Linked DNA regions of Mus musculus: region 1 is linked to region 2. The links are chromatin contacts, called in public promoter capture Hi-C maps. All regions are on one chromosome and are shown on one strand. Each heading gives the region's core, a stretch centred on a gene start, on an enhancer-like site or on the middle of the called end of the contact. The rest is flanking DNA. Distances are from core to core; before and after follow the strand shown. Region 1 holds the start of Olfr275 (olfactory receptor 275). Region 2 holds the start of C630028M04Rik (RIKEN cDNA C630028M04 gene).

Evidence for each region. Promoter capture Hi-C pulls out the DNA fragments that hold promoters and counts their contacts.
Region 1: a contact with region 2 is called in a promoter capture Hi-C map of hippocampal neurons, with 2.7 times the contacts expected there. The contact joins the promoter of Olfr275 here to the promoter of C630028M04Rik in region 2. A contact is called at or near these places in 3 of 39 promoter capture datasets (embryonic stem cells, hippocampal neurons and liver).

Annotation. Positions count from the first base shown.
Region 1 is chr4:52,822,618-52,828,627 of GRCm38.p6, reverse strand. It overlaps Olfr275 (olfactory receptor 275), which reads right to left and starts at 3,229. Exons shown (of 1, transcript NM_146858.2): 1 at 2,270-3,229. The coding sequence starts at 3,229. The coding sequence ends at 2,270. 4930552N02Rik (RIKEN cDNA 4930552N02 gene) reads right to left here. Exons shown (of 4, transcript NR_040661.1): 3 at 2,865-2,967; 4 at 359-1,251.
Region 2 is chr4:52,047,681-52,053,527 of GRCm38.p6, reverse strand. It overlaps C630028M04Rik (RIKEN cDNA C630028M04 gene), which reads left to right and starts at 2,418. Exons shown (of 3, transcript NR_040668.1): 1 at 2,418-2,520.

The DNA.
Region 1 (6,010 bases), core at 1,980-4,479, 770 kb before region 2:
AATGTACCTGGAGGTGGTTTCCAAAGGTGGTTCATAGCCAGTGAGTTCTCCCTTAGACCTTGAAATCATGGCTGCTCTGTGAGAGCTAAAGTGGTAAAGCTTCCAAAACAAAACTCATTCACCAAAGTCAATCACCTGTGCACTGAAGTATGGAAGACCAATGAATGTAAACATTACAAACAAAGAATAAACTGGATGTTGCTCCAGAGAAGCAGACATGAACTGTGGTGTGATTCAGTCAGGCACATTCCAATGAACTGTTTCCTCTCTAAATACAGTAAGGGCTGCAGCAGAGGTGGGGGCTACTCCCAATAGAACAAGTAACAGTGATGAAGTAATTAAAGCGCGATCCAAGATTGCATACACAGGTTTATCTGTGGGGTACACAAAACATCTAGACTATAAAAAAAGCTTACTCCCCAAACTCTTAAATTAGAGGACCTTGTTTAGGCTACTGACCCAACCAGAGCAACTGAGGCCACGTTACTGGGTTTTGCCTCTGAGCAGCTTCATAAGCTATTCCAGAGGACATTTCTCATTCAGATATGTCCTCTACAAACTGTGGACTCTTAGCCCAAACCAATATTATATTGTGGTCACTGTTTACAATGAGCTATTTAAGTAGAGATGAAATAAAAATAACCGTCCCTCCCTTTGGAGAATTTTGAGTTGACAGACTGTAGTATCAGATGGCCGAGAGTGAGAACTTCTCTCGTACATGCTGAGGGCATTTGAATTAAGATCACCAGAAGGATTCTACCCCCACTGAATCCTTACATGCTTCTTATAAACTTCTTCCCTAAATCCATGCACCAGTGACTGACTTATTTTTTGTGAGTCCTGTCTTGCTCAGGTATGGGTCTCACATAGTAACTTCTTTCCTTCATTTTTCCCTTCCCTTTTCCCTTCCTCATTCTACCTCCCGCCTCTGTTTCTCTGTCTCTTTCTCTCTCCCCCTCATTACTTTCTTCTTCTTTTTCTTTATTCAGATCCTCTGTGTTTTGGGTGAGGATCTCAGTGTGTGATCACAGCTGGCTCTATAATCCTTCTGTCTAAGCCTCCACAAGGTTGGGATTACAAGAGTTCACACCAGTGCTGGGGTGATGCTTATGTGTGATCATCTCTCCTTTCTTAAACATAAGGTCCACATGAAGCTTGTCTGCAGTAGCACGAGATACACTTTCACAGGATGAAGCCATCATTTACATAATTTCAAGGAAGTAACATACATGTCAGCTTTGTGTTCAGATTCTAGGAGGATTTAATAGAAAAGGAAAAGACATTAGTTTGTATCATGGTGACATCTTAGTCTGCAGTTTTGTTCAATCATATTGAACACATTTATGAATGTTTTAGTCCATATATTTTAAAGACAGATACAATATCTCTTTTAAACTACACTCAACATAGAGTAGGGGTCTTTCTTTATCAGTCCTACATGGTCAGTTAAGCAACATGTTTTTAAAATGTCTTTTCAACAGTGCTGAGGGGTTAAAGCTAAATCCTTGTACATGCTGTATCGAGCTACAATTCCAGACCGGTTGTTTAATGTGTTAATAATTTGGGTGGGTAATTGATGAATTTATTAAGACACTGAAGTATAATATGAAATCATTTCATCTTAGACCCATAATTCCGGATCTCCCATTTTTATATTTCTATTGAAGCACATAAATAAAAATATAATTTTGCAATCCTTATCATGATATTCTTGTTATGTTATAGATATTTATCCTTCTTCAACATATGCAACCTAAATAAGTTGTCATTCAAAGTTGGTCTTTCCAAATCTGAAAAAAATAAATTTAACATTTTAATGTTCAGAAACTAGAAGAGTACCAGATAGTGATGGTCATATGTACATGCTAACTTAAAATATCTTTCTTTTTAAATGCAGAGATATTTGCAAATCACTGAGAAAATGTCACTTCAGAATTTTCTAACAATTCTGCATCCTTATTATATTACTTATTTTCATGGTTATGTCACTGCTAGACAGTGAGATCATTTAGTAGGTCAAATAGAAAAATAGGTAGCTACATCATTTTAAGTTTATACTAATATGCAATAAGTACTAACTACCTTCTTGACAACATATTTCTATATAAATGATTCATTGATATAAAACATTTTACAAGGCAAATCAGGATATATGACATAATGGTAGTTGTGATTAAAATTAGTGTTTTCTGGGAAATTGGCTTGTATTATTATGCAGTTCTCTCAACAATTTGAAGATTTATCTAGATGAGTATGCCTTATTTCAATATTATTTGAGGACAGAAGTTAAGATAGCACTGAAGGGGTTTTTCATCAACAATTTTTTCACAGCCATTTTTACTTCTTTGTTCCGTAGACTGTAGATAATAGGATTTAGCATTGGTGTTAGTCCAGTATATATTAATGCCATAAATTTATCAATTTCCTGTGAGTTTACAGATGAGGGCTTCAGGTACATGGAGAGAGCTGTCCCATAGAACAGAACCACCACAGTCAAGTGGGCTGCACATGTTGAAAAGGCTTTGCTTCGGCCATCCATTGAGCTGATCCTCAAGATGTTGGAGAGGATAGATGCATAGGAGACACAAATGAGCAACATTGGCAATGGGAGAAGAAGAATGCTGATCACCAGCATAATTAACTGTACCATGGAAGTGTCTCCACAGGCCAATTTTAAGAGAGCCAGAATTTCACAGGTGAAATGATTGATGATGCTGTTACCACAGAGAGACAGATGAATCACAGGTCCAGTTTCCACCAAGGCAGTGAGGCAGCCTGTAACCCAGGAGCTGCCTGCAATCTGTACACAGACCCTCCTGTTCATAATAATGGGATATCTCAGTGGGTTACAGATGGCCACATACCTGTCATAGGCCATCATAGAGAGGAGCACACATTCAGTGGAGCCCATGGCAAGAGAGAAGTACATCTGCGAGGCACATCCCGAGAAGGAAATGGTGTTTTTCCCTGAAACAAAGTTTGCCAGCATAGGAGTGAGAGCAGAAGAGGTATACCAGATGTCCAGAAATGAGAGGTTGCTGAGGAAAAAGTACATGGGAGTGTGCAGATGAGAATCAAGGATAGTGATGGAGATCAGAATAGTATTTCCCAGCAAGGTGATCAGATACATCAGCAGACACAGCACAAATACGGTGACTTCAATTCTGGGGTAGTGCGAAAATCCCAGAAAAACAAACACTGTGACAGAGGTCCAATTTCCCTGAACCATTTTATGGTAGTATATTCATATGTATGTCCTAATTACAGAGCAGAAATATATAAAGCAACCAATCCTGCTTTAAATTTTCTCACAGTTTTTCCTTCATATGAACTTTGGCTTTGTATTTAAGTGCCTCTCTAAATTGAGAGTATTATTGTAGAAGTGCACGTTTGAACAATTGGTTATTAATATAACTTAGCCACGAAGTCACCAGTAAATGGTGAACTTGCTGCTTTTGCAGCAAGACCTTTCCTCCTGTTAAGATGGAGCGAGAGAAGAATTCATTAAGTAAACATGGTAAGAGAATAACAAAAGAAGCAATCGTTTGCTCCCCCCTTATTGCAAAACTACATTTGTAGATCAGCTACAAATGTGTTTTTACCTTTAAGTTACTAAGATGATTTTCTTCTCTTAGCTTGGTAATATTCTTCATGAAGGAAAATCTCTAGCTCCCAAGTTCACAGTTTCTTTTGCCAGTCCTAGAGAGATGCTCACAATGGTTTGGAGAGTCGATACGTAAAATAATGTACAGATTTCTGAAGATATAAAAGAAACTAATTGAAGACCTTGAACTTTGGGAAACAAATCGGAGTTTCCCTTTGAACATAAGAAAGTGATGATGGATATTCTCATGGTGAAAAATACCTAATGTCTGCATTTTTCATGTCTGTAGTTGCCTTAGCGACTGAGCTACAGAAACATTCTCCAAAGGACCAGCCTCTGCCTCCGGAAGACAATTTAGTCTATTTGTTGCTTTTGAAAAATTTCCCATATTGCAGCAAATTAAAGTTGCAAATCTGTCAGAACAGCATTACAAACACTGAAACTCCAGGGATGATGTCCCATAGATCCAATTATCACCAGTAGTTTGCTTAGTCTAATTGTGCTGTTATTCAAACAAGAAATAAGCATGTTCCTATTGTCACTGCTTTGAGGAGGAGGAACTTTACTCTTTTTCAAATATGCTATGAAGTAAGTTAGGCTTGCTGCATTGATGTAAAAGAAAAAGATAGTGTCATCTTTCTCTTTCAACTAGGAGAGTTTCATAGTATGCATGAGACAAGCTGTGCTAGATATGGAAGCATCAAGATGGGTGAACAAGAGCCTGGGTAACTGCTCTTCCTGATGATGGCTTAATGAGAAGACTTACAGGCAATCTTTATGGAAAATGAAATTGCACCTGATGAAGGAATGCATTTCATATGGGGAAGTTAGCTGATGCATATAAAAGCATCTTGACGTTAGAATGCTAATGGCTGGCTTTATCCCGCTGAGCTGTATCACACCAGTTTACAACTAGCCTGCTTTTGAGAGATGCTCTGAAGTTTGACACTGTATGGTGGTATGGGGGAAATACATGGACAAATGTTTGCTGTGAAATTGTAGCTGAATAACACTATTCTCATTTAATAGATTATAGCCATGGCCATTATATAATCTACTTCACTTATCAAATGCCTCTTCATTTTCAGATAAAGATAGTTATGTATTTGACCTATTGCCTAAAATTAAGCCATTACAATCCAAACCCTATATTTACTAACTTGTATTTGCAATCAACATGTACCCTTTGGGTCTACTGTTTATTCACTCTTATCCATGGGCCTGGGATCATGTGTATAATTAATACTTTTTAACTTTAGGATTGCATTGTTCACAAAAAGGGCTAAACACTTTCCACTTCCACATGTCATTTCTGTTTTCTGGACAAATTGGAGAGTCTTGCGGACTTCAGTTGAGTTGTAAAAGGGAAGTGTCAGTATTTATTAGGGTCATTGTGAGGAAAGAGATATTCTGTAAAGGAACTGACACAGTACCCAATGTGCTAGGTACTTGAATATTAGAATTTTCTCTAGTCAGAAAACTAGAAGTAATCCTAGATCCCTTATCCTCTTTGGAATATGGTTTATTAATTCTTTGAGAATCTCTTACAATGTATTTTTTCACTTTTTCTTTGTTTTGTCTCCCCCTCAAACTCCCCCCTACAGATTTTCCCTACAACTATAACTACCCAACTTCATTTTCTCATTTTCTCTCTTTCTAAAATAAATAAATAAATAAATAAATAAAATAACCAAAACCCAAAAACCAAAAAAAACAAAAACAAAAACAGAAACACTCCAAACCCCCCACAACAGCAACAAAATACACAAATGAAACAAAAAATCAAAATAGAGAAACAGAAAATCAATGAGACAAAACCACCATAATGAAATAAAAACACACTCACACAAAACCCTCTGTGGACTTTATTTTGTGTTGTCCAACTACTCCTAGGTGTGAGGCCTGTCCTAGAGTTGGTTGGTATACCCAATGACACTCCATTGAAGAAACCATTTTTAGTTTGCTAGTGGGTATCACTTACAAATGGCTTCTTAGGGATGATAGCCTATTTCCACTTCTCCTCCGTGCTGAGACCCTATCTGGCTTGAAGCTGTGTAGGTTTTATGTGTGCTGCACAGTCTCTGTAAATTCATGTGCATGCCAATGCTGCTGTGTCTGGAAAACACTGTTCCTTGGATGTATCTACCATTTCTGGCCCCTAGAATCTTTCCATCTCCTCTTCCACACAGATTGCTAAGCCTTGAGGTGTGTGTGTGGGGGGGGGGGTAGGGGGGGGAACGACTTGATAAAGACATTCTATTTAGATCACTTAGAACTCAGTATTCTAATGTCTCTCACTTCATGTTTCTCAGTTATAGGTTTCTGTGCTAATTCTCATCTACTTTAGCAGTGCCAGATACAGTTTCCATCTGATGGCATTTGATCTAAATTGAACTTAAAAGTGGT
Region 2 (5,847 bases), core at 1,169-3,668:
CACCAAATCCCACTACACAATTTCTTTTTGAGAGAGAGCCTGGATGTCAAGCATGTTTAATGTGATCAGCTCATGCAGGTTAGAGAGAAATTAGAGTTGTTAGCAAGGGACTGAGAGCTATAAGTCTTCATTAGTGACTCGCACCTACCTTGGGGTTACAACAATCTGTTATAAAACCCTGTGAGTTAAAGCCAGCTTTATCATCCTCTTCTGTGCTGAGGAGGTGATAGAAGCTGGGAGAAGCTAAATAACTTTTACAAGGTCACATAGTAAGTAAAGTGTTAAAGTGGTTAGATAGTTGTGTTCTTAAACTTGAAGCCACTTTGCTTAGCCATACTCTCCTGGTTACTAAAACCAGAATGGCTGAGTACCATGATTGTGAAAGGAAATAAAACTTGAGACCTGTGATTCATGTAATGTATGTCAAATAGCCCAAAGAGTTGTTTGTGAGCTTTGAAACCTGGGGCTGAGAACATAGCAGAACAGACCAGGACATGCCCGGACAGGCCCATCGCCTCCCTATCTCCCACCCCTCTGACCTAAGTTAAATGTTAACAGGCTGCTGATGTTTAAATGGACCAATCATGTGAAACTGCGCCAATTCCTCCCCCAGCCCCACTCCTTTTCTATAAAAACCCCTAGCTTCCAAGCCTCGTGGTTGAATCCACTGTCTCCTGTGTGAGATATGTTTCGACCCGGAGCTCCGCCATTAAAATACCTTGTGTTGTTACATCAAGGTGTTGTGTTCTAGTCGTGATTCTTGGGTGCACGCTGAATCGGGAGTTGAGGGGGGGGATTCCCCACTAGGTTCTTTCAATTGCTTCAGAATATCCCATGATATTTTGAACTAAATTATTATATATTTTTTCCAGTATAGCTTTATTACAAATATAGCAGAGCATAAAAGCATTTGAACTTAGGTCAAATCTGTAAGCTTTGATATGATTTGATGAAACTGTATACTTATTAATTCAAGAAACACAATAGGATTGAGACCAGAACTCAGCATATTGGGGAGAGATTTTCAATAATAACAGTAAGACATAGCTTGTAAGATAGATAAAATTACATAATGTACATAACAGAAGATGTTTGCCAGCTTGTTTTACAGATGTGCAGAGAGGATCAGAGGATGGATCCTATGTGCTGAGAAGTCTATGAAGGAAGAACTAGAGTTCCAGAAATTACGTAAGTAAGTCCCAAAGAGCTACAGGGGTGGAGGATTAGCATTGTTCTGTATCGTCTATGCCATATAAAGCTATATAATTTTAATTTGTAAGCAGTGAAGATGCATTTCAGTAGAGTGACATAAATTTATTTTTCAAAGGAATGTCAAGGTCTTCATTGAATTTTGGATAATAATGAGTCATAGCTTACATTTAAACACACGATTTCATACCGTTCTCTAGTGTTGATTTCAAGTATTATACTACTGCTGTGGAAGGCCTTCTACATTTTTCCACACCAATTAATTTTGAAGAATATTAAATAATAGACACACTGCAGATGGGCCAGTAGAATAGAGGCATATTAGAAAAAAGTACTCAATGTATTAAATAGTTTTGCAAAATTTCCAGGAAGGCATAGTGTTGGCTCCTGAATAGCACTAGTAATTGACATATATAGGGCAAACATTTGAATAACTCTTTAAGATGAAAAGGACTTATTGATCAGATAGAAATAGGATGTGAAAATATGGGGGGGGGGGTTAACATTAAAGAGTTTCTCTAAAACTGGAAAAGTTTCAAAAGATGGTGGTAGCCAAAACATCTTCTCTGATTTTAAAATCTGTGACAAAGGAATGAGTGAACGATAAAATCATTTTTCTTGTTATTTTTTGGCCTCTTAGACACCTCTTTGTTTTATTGTGTATACATGTCTCTGCATAAAATACTTTAAATTAGTTTTCTGTTCATACCTTAAATACTTAACTTTATTAATGTTAATAATCTGAAGTTGAATGATCAAATTCCATGTTTATGCCCCCTCAAATTGAACAGCCAATAGATTCAATATGTAATTAACTTAATGGATTTACCTATTAAACTAGCCCACCACTAGTGAATGAACAAAGGAAAGATCAATTATTTAGTGCTGTGAAGGTTTCCCCTATAATAATGTAAGATCAACTGGATATTAGCGTAGGTTTTTCTGGAAATGAATATACAACTAGAAATGTAAATAAATATAATGTATTAACTGTCTGTAGACAAAATTCAAGAGATGTTTGTATTATATTTTTGGTTAGATTGTCTTTTCTGTGATCTGCTGCCCACACTGTCTTCCTCCAAGTCAAGGCATGTACACACTTGCAGTTTCGGATCGTGAACAGATTGCTGAGGAGGGCTGATGGAAGTTGTGTGGCAACTCTGCTAATCAGCAGAGCCTTTGGATGCATTTTATTCCATAATTAAGTCAGATCCAGCGTGTTCTGTGCCTGATGGAAGGAACAGTGGTTTAAGAAGCAGAGTACTCACGCTAAAATAACAGCTCTATTGCTAATTAAAGAATTCTGTCAAGGTAAATGCTATATGAATCTTAATTACCTCATGTATAAATTATAAATAATGATGCCTGCCTTATCAACTATAGAGGGGTTTTATATGTCAATGCCATTATATACGAAAGCAGGTGGGGTTTTTATAGCCAGTATGAAACTACTACAACCTAAACGGTAAATTATAAGCTCAGTATATCACTCCTGTTGAGAAGAGTAATAGCAACTGTCTCCTCATTTCCCCTCCCATTTATCTTTTTCTAGTTTTGCTGTCTTTGACTGTGTATAATTTCAAATTAAACTTGCAGGGAATGTGAGAATTAATTTTGTTTGTCAGTTGGAGTGAGTGATACTGTGGAGGCTGGTAAAATGTACATCTGGGTGTATCCATAAGCCCATTTCCAGATGTCTGGGTGTGTCTATAAGCCCATTTCCAGAGCGTCTAAAAGAGAACACTCTGTCCTGAAAGTTGGCAATGCCATCCAAAGAGCTGGAGATCAGAAAAAACTAAAAAGAACTGGGGAAGAGGCCATTAGTATAGGTACTCTTTCTGCTTCCTGTCTACATATAAGTGAGCTGATTTATATCTCTGACTTCTGCATCCCAGCATGATATTCAGTCACACTATGGCCCCAAAACAATGGAGCCAGTCAACTGTAGAGTGTGGAGTGAAATCTCTAAAAGCAAAATAAATCAACTAGATACCCAAACTTCTAGAACCCAAATAAATCACTTTTCTCTTGTATTTATATTTTTCAAAATTTACCATAGAAATATTCTACATAAACATATAGAGAGAAATGTAAGCCAAATGTCTTACATTTGTCTGGTGACATGGTCAGACTGAATATATCAATCAAATACCTTATATTTTATGAAAAAAATTAACTGGGGCTGCTTTTCCATGTTGTTTAACAGTTGAGGTTTTAGCAAACAAACAGAATTTTACATGCATTGTTAACTGGCAACCAAGTTTAAATTAAAAATAAATAAAGATAATGATGAGGATAATGTTGCTATCAAACTATTGAGTGCCTTTAGATCACATGTTAAGTGTTTTAATTTATTAATTAATTTTTCTTCAAACAAGGTTAAAGATTAAAACGATCTACTTTGCCTAATCTATGTGAATGAGCAAAGTTTCTCTTGGGGGTTGGATAGAGCTCCATGAATAGCTTTCAGAAAGGGAATGTCAGCAGATGTAATGTAAACAAGTTTGAAAAGTTCTGTGTATTTGTGTGTTTTCCCTCACTGAGGAATAACCAATACAGTCTAGCTAGAGAGGTGCTGGCAGACACTTGGAAGAGAGATGCTGAACAGTCAAAAGATGATTCTCATCTGATCAATCACTCTCAGAGGACACAGAAATGCTAATATTTCCTACATTGAAAAGCATTGAGATATTTATTGTACTTTCATCAGACATTAATAGTTGATTATTGACTAATAAATGAGGCAATATCATATCCCCATTTAATGACTACAAAATTGGCACAAAGGGGAATTAAATAACTTTATACAAAGTCATACCTACAATTATACAGACTGGGATTTGAGCCTATTTAATTGAGCTCCAGTACCTGGGAGGACTGGGAAGTCGTTCACAACACGTGAACTACACTCCCCTTACTGTGTTTATTCCAAAATCAGAAATCATAACAAAAATGCTTGCAAGATAAATTAATACTGCTTTTCAAAATCACACTGATAAAAGCTTCTCAAGAGGTTCTTGGCAAATAGAAGCCAAAATTGTAGGATTAGAAAAAAAGTGAAAAAGTAGCCGTGCCTTAGTGTGTATTTAGTAGGTAATTAATTATGCATAATTATAAAAATTACATTACAACATATTTTTATTGGATATTTAATATATTTACATTTCAAATTCCCTTTGCCAGTTTACCCTCCAGAACTCCCCTGTCCCTGCTTCTATGAGGATGATTCTCTCTCCACCTACCCACTCCTACCTCACCTCCCTGATATTCCCATACACTCGGGAGTAGAGCCTTCACAGGACCAAGGGCTTCTCCTCCTATTGATGCCAGACAATGACATCCTCTGTTACATATGCAGCTGGAGCCATGAGTCACTCCATGTGTAGTCTTTGGTTGGTTTAGTCTCTAGGAGCTCTGGGGAGTCTGGTTGGTTGATATTGTTTTTCCTATGGGGTCGCAAACCCCTTCAGCTCTTTCAGTCCTTTCTCTAACTCCTCCATTGGGGATCCCATGTTCAAACCAGAGGTTGCCTGCAAGCATCTGCCTCTGCATTTTTCAGGCTCTGACAGAGCCTCTCCAGAGACAGATATAACAGGATCCTGTCATCAAATATTTGGCATCCACAATAGTGTCTAGGTTTTGTGTCTGTATATGGGATGGATCCCCAGGTGGGTCAGTCTCTGGATGGGCTTTCTTTCACTCTCTGCGCCACACTTTGTCCTTGTATCTTCTTTAGACAGGAGCCTTTCAGGGTTAATAATTGGCCCCATCCTCCAATGAGGGGCTTTGCTTAGCCTTTGGATACGGTCTCTACAGGTTCTCCTTCACCTTTGTTGGGGCATTTCAGCTAATCATATCCCTGTTGGGTCCTTGCAACATCTTGCTTTCCTGGTATCTAGGATTTGCTGGTGGCTATCCTCAGTTTCCCATCTCTCATTGCTACACACATCTCTTCAAATTCCTGACACTATATATCATCCCTGTCTCCTCTCATACCTGATCCTGCTCCTTTTTCCCCTTCCCTTTCCTCTCTTCCTCCCAAGTCCCTTCCAACCACCTACCTCCCCCTGAATATTTTGTTCCCCCTTCTAAGAAGGACTGAAACATCCAAATTTTGGTCTTCCTTCTTTGTGACCTTCATATGGTCTGTGAATTTTATCTTGGGTATTCTGAGCTTTTGGGCACTATCCACTTATCAGTGTGTGCATACCATGTGTGTTCTTTTGTGACTGGGCTACCTCTCCCAGGATGATATTTTCTAGTTCCATCCATTTGCCTAAGTATTTCATGAAGTCATGGTTTTTAACAGCTGTGTTGTATTCCATTGTGTAAATATTCCACATTTTTGTATCCCTTCCTCTGATGAAGGACATCTGGGTTTTTTCCAGCTTCTGGCTATTATAAATAAGGCTGCTATGAACATAGTGGAACATGTGTTCTTTTGATATGTTGGACCACTTTTTTGGTATATACCCAGTAGTGATATAGTTGGATCCTCAGGTAGTACTATGTCCAATTTTCTGAGGAACCACCAGATTTATTGCCAGAGGGATTGTACCAGCTTACAATCCCACCAGCAATGGGGGAATGTTCCCCTTTTCCACATGCTTATCAGCATCTGCTGTCACCTGAGTTTTT